2 separate regions of the Oryzias latipes genome follow, and region 2 is linked to region 1. The links are chromatin contacts, called in public Hi-C maps. All regions are on one chromosome and are shown on one strand. Each heading gives the region's core, a stretch centred on a gene start, on an enhancer-like site or on the middle of the called end of the contact. The rest is flanking DNA. Distances are from core to core; before and after follow the strand shown.

Region 1 (2,608 bases), core at 53-2,552:
AACATTGCTCAGACTTAATCTATGAGCTTGTTTACAAGGCAGAGGTAATTTAATAATTATATAGGACATGGAAAGAACTAAGATTTTAATGCAGAACAGAATTTTCTTTACATAAAATCATTTTTAGATGCATAATTCATGTCATTGCTGCAGAGCATGTTGTGCTTTATATCTACAGCAGTGAATGTCTTGCAAAAGAAGAGGGAATGTAATAGCGTTATGCTTTTGTTTTATTCAGCAGCTGTATTTCCTTTAGAAGAGTAATTACCTCTGACACACAGGCAGTTCTCCCCACTGAGGCACTGAGCTGACATCCACACTGTGAAGTTCATGAGCAAAAGCAGCTCAAACGGCTCACTAGCAGTGAGTGTTTGTTGGATCCGTGTTGCGAGAACACAATTACCTGTGGGCGCAAGCCGAAATAACTCACAACTGTAGCGCAAAGGCACTTTGTCTTGAATTGACAAAGAAGAGCAGTTTTTCTTCTGTCAGTGTAGAAAGCCACAATGATCTGGCTAACATGGTCCTTTAGGGTTTATACATTTTGAGTTGGTTTTAAATCATAAATGACTTGCATGAAATAAACAGCCCACAATGCTTTTTCTGCATTGCTGAAAGTCCTTGTATATTTTATAAGTACATCTTCAACAACGGTATGTGGGTGAGATAAGGCTATGCAAGCTAAGCATTGGAAGAAAAAAATTAAATACAGTGGGGCAAAAAAGTATTTAGTCTGCCACCAATTATGCAAGTTCTCCCACTTAAAAATAGGAGTGAGACCTGTAATTTTCATCATAGGTATACCTCAACTATTCTTCTGATTTTTAAAGAATTTATCTGTAAATTACGGTGGATAAAAACTATCTGGTCCTGGACCTTAAAAACAAACAAGATTTCTGGCGTTCACAGACCTGTAACTTCTTCTGTAGGAGGATCTTCGAAAATGAAATGAACCCGTTTGAACTGGTTCTCCATATAAACGAGACCTGTCCACAACCTCAAACAGTCACACACCAAACTCCACTACGGCCAAGACCAAAGAGCTGTCAAAGGACACCAGAACCAAAGTGTTGACCTGCACCAGGCTGGGAAGACTGAATCTGCAATAGGTAAATCAACTGTGGGTGCAAATATTAATTAATGGAAGACAAACAAGACACCTGATAATCTCCCTCCATCCGGGCCACCTCGCGAGATCTCACCCCGTGGGGTCAAAATGATGACAAGAATGGTGAGCTAAAATCCAAGAACCACAGGAGGGGACCCAGTTAATGACTTGCAGAGAGCTGGTGCCAAAGTAACAAAGGCTACCATCAGTAACACACTAAGCCGCCAGGAACTTTAACCCTGCAGAGCCAGACGTGTCCCCCCTGCTAAAGCCATGTGGAGGCCCGTCTAAAGTTTGCTAGAGAGGTGATTTGGATGATTCAGAAGAGGATTGGGAGAAAGTCCCAATTCTCAAACCAAAATAGAACTTTTTGGTAAGAACTCTACTCGTCTCTCAGAATGCTGAGTTGCATCCAAAGAACACCATGCCAATACTGTAAAGCATGGGGTTGGAAACATCATGCTTTTGGGCTGTTTTTCAGCAAAGGGACCAGGACGACTGATCCGTGTAAAGGAAAGAATGAATGGGGTCACGTAATGTCAGATTTTGACTGAAAACCTCCTTCCATCAGCAAGGGCATTGAAGCATGACAACGATCCCAAACACACTGACGGCGAAACAAATGAGTGGCTTCATAAGAAGCATTTCAAGGTCCTGGAGTTGCCTAGCCAGTCTCCAGATCTCAACCTCCTAGAAAATCTTTGGAAGGAGTTGAAAGTCTGTGTTGCCCAGCGACAGTCCCAAAACATCACTGCTCTAGAGGAGATCTGAGTGGGGGAATAGGCCAAAATACCAGCCACAGTTTGTGAAAACCTTGTGAAGACTTACAGAAAATGTTTGACTGATGTCATTGCCAACAAAGGGTATATAACAAAGTACTTAGTTGAACTTTTGTTATTGACCAATTACCTATTTTCTACCATAACTTTCCCTCTCACTTGATTAGATATGCATCTCGATACATGGTCCACAAATTGATTCAAGTAACTTTGTGGTGATACGATACAGTCCAATTCTTTTACCTAAATGGATATAATATACAGTTGTGCTGATACGGTTACACATCCTGGAAGAAATTATGATTTCTTGGTCACTTTTCAGAGAGCATGAATAATAACACAAAGACTTTTTTCCACTCATAGTTAGTGGTTGGGTGAAGTTATTTATCGTCAAAGAAATTCTGTTGACAACAGAAACTTCCCAAATGACCTGGTTAAAAAGTTTACATACCCTGATGGTTTTGTTTTGAAAACATGTACACATGCTGATATGAAAGGGTTTGAACGGCAGCTAGAGGTACCCACATGTCACTTGTTTTTCGGCAATCAATGTTTGTGCACAATGGTGTCTGAGTCTCTGGACTCCCAACAGACCTTTACATCCGTCCTCCAGTGCTGCACTGACATTTCTGGATCCTGAGTCATGGGGAAAGCTAAAGAGCTGTGAAAAGATCTACGGGAAAAGGTAACTGAACTGTACGAAACAGGAAAGGAATAGAAG
Region 2 (2,608 bases), core at 79-2,578, 55 kb before region 1:
AGAAATGGAGAAAAAATGAAGTTTATTAAACTATATGAATGAAATATCACTTTTGGGGGTAAATAATTCAATTTTTTTACATAGAAAAGACATAAAATATAATAATCCTTCATTCTTTCATCCTGTGCATTTTTATGTAATTATTCATTGTGAGATTTTTTTCTACTCTTCTTGTTCTCTATCAGTTCTTCAAGCTGTAGTTAAAATGTTTTTAGTTCAATTCTAATGTTCCAAGAATCCAACTTAGACTGAAGAAAAACATAGCAAACAGCACAACTCATTCGTATTGACATGTTTTCAGTCATTTTAAGAATAATAAAGCATAACCTTGCTTTAAAATCTTTTCTACTTTATTTGCATTTTTATTTTTTATTTTACTGGATTTTCATTCAAAATAATGCTTAAAGTAAAAAATAATAAAAGTAAAGTAAAGTAATTATGCTGTAACAAGCCTAGTGAGACATAATAGCCAAAGTTAAGCTCAATATCTCAATTTTTTTTAATAAAGTAGTCTAAAGTCAAAATCTAAAGAATGTTTTTTTGCATTGGGTCACACGGCCAAAGGGCAGCCATCTTTTTTCAGTCTTCTCACCTTTTTTTATCTACTTTCTGCACGTTCAACTTATCTTCTATTCTTTTGCCTCTAAATTAGAAGTTCACAGAACATAAAAAAAATAATAATAATAATTGCATTTAAAAAAAATGCACCTCTGACATGTCAGCAGCAGCAAGTAAAACATTAAGTGCAACTTATTCTACTTGAATTAAAAAATGGCAAAATCCCAAGAGGTATATTTTAACCAAAACATTTTACCCAATGTTGTAAACATGCATAATAGATCATTAAGATCAAAAGTTGTTGTTAGAAATGACATTTTCAAATAAAACCTTCTAAACTTGAAGCCACTTCTTTGTTTTAGGACATACAATACTAGATCTAAACACTGAATTAATAGCATTTCTTCCTGTAGATTTAAATTGTTTTCTACCTTTATAGTTTATACGTGATTCACATCTTGTTTCATAAGTGCGATAAAGTCATTGAGCTTGCAAAAGATGAACATTTCCTGCAGCTGAACATGGGTAAAACAGAGAATGCTAATTGTGGAAAGCTGACTCACTCTGTCGCGTTTTACGGCAAAAGACAAACCCCAATCATATTATATTATTTTATCCTTTTTAATTTTTATTATGGTTTCCCTCATTTATATTAGTGACTAATGTATTTGTTGTAAATGTAACGAGCAGATGGCATCAGTAACTTGGTTTGGGAGCGGCGCTCTGCGGACAGCCTGAGATGAATAGACGATCTTCGTAGAAGGGCGTGGTGCTCCTCATCGGGAAGTTTCTTCTAGGAGGTGAACCTTCTTACCGTTTAATGAATCACACCTAAAATCTAAAGGACGAAGCGGGGAAGTTTCTTTTATAGAATTAATCTGTGCAGAGAGAGTCTAAAAACGTCAGAGAAAGAATAGCTGCTCATCCGAAACGGTAATATTTCATGTTTTATATCAATGGTTTGCTTAAAATTTGAATGTCAAGTACAACTGTCATAAACGTGCTATAAAAATAAATTAAAGTGAATTATTTGACTTTTGAGTCCAGTTTGACACCACTGGATGACACCACTAGAAGGTTCTTACTGATGTTCAGCTGTATTCTGGCCTGGATGGGTCTTTGGAGAGCTCTGTAACTACAGACTCCCAGCTCAAAGGCTTCTTTCATTTATTCAAACAAGAAAGACTTGTCAGGGATTTTTTTTTAGACAAGTAAATACCAGGATGACCCACAACAGTTGGTATGTAAACAAGAAAATCATGTTTACTTTTAGAGTAAATGTAGTGTTTTTTAGGCTTTCCTGGAGGATGGGGCTGCTGTCCACGCTGAAATCCCTGTTCATCTGCCACCTGATCATCGGCTATGTGTTTCTGGTGAGCGGCCTCCTCATCAACCTGCTTCAGGTGTGCACTTTACCCGTGGGGTTGGTCAGCAAGCAGCTGGCTCGCAGGATCAACATCCGGCTGGGCTACTGCATCGCCAGTCGTGAGTACTCCCTGTCTCTTTTATCCTAGTACATTCTGTCCTCTTTTTTTTGTCCGAATCTGTCCTTCCAGATGATAAGATAACCAACGTGACAATTCTCATGAAAATGCATTTGTGTGTCGCAGAGGTAGTTGCAGTCCTGGAGTGGTGGTCTGGCACGGAATGCACACTTTACACCGACCCAAAAAGCTATCCTCTGTATGGAAAGGAGAACGCGATTGTTCTTCTCAACCATAATTTTGAGATCGACTTTCTGTGTGGCTGGACCTTCTGTGAACGCTTTGGAGTTCTGGGAGTGAGATGGCACAAAGATGAGGAAATGATCTTCGCCGACTTAAACACCACTTAACCCACCCTTCTTGTTTTTGTTTTTTCTTGATACTTTTCAGAGCTCAAAGGTTTTGGCCAAACAGGAGCTGGCATATGTGCCGGTGATTGGCTGGATGTGGTACTTCCTGGAGATAGTTTTCTGCAAGAGGAAGTGGGAAGAGGACCGGAGGTTGGTGGCTCAGAGTCTTCAGAATCTGCGGGATTACCCAGAAAACTACTGGGTGGGTTTTTCGCC

Evidence for each region. A called contact is a pair of places that touch in the nucleus more often than the background predicts.
Region 2: a Hi-C map of gastrula embryo shows a contact between it and region 1, with 1.8 times the contacts expected there. The contact joins the promoter of agpat4 here to the enhancer-like site in region 1. A contact is called at or near these places in 4 of 5 Hi-C or Micro-C datasets (embryo and gastrula embryo).

What each region holds. Positions count from the first base shown.
Region 1 is chr15:25,263,590-25,266,197 of ASM223467v1, reverse strand. No RefSeq gene overlaps it. Among protein-coding and RNA genes, the nearest start is that of slc35f3, 11 kb to the right of the region's middle. Within about 2 kb of position 1,302, at least 1 of the 8 cell types and tissues checked has an H3K27ac peak or open chromatin away from gene starts, as enhancers often do. A contact at or near this core is called in gastrula embryo, where this site is marked.
Region 2 is chr15:25,318,208-25,320,815 of ASM223467v1, reverse strand. agpat4 (1-acyl-sn-glycerol-3-phosphate acyltransferase delta) reads left to right here and starts at 1,328. Exons shown (of 10, transcript XM_023963609.1): 1 at 1,328-1,491; 2 at 1,853-2,043; 3 at 2,169-2,338; 4 at 2,433-2,594. The coding sequence starts at 1,866.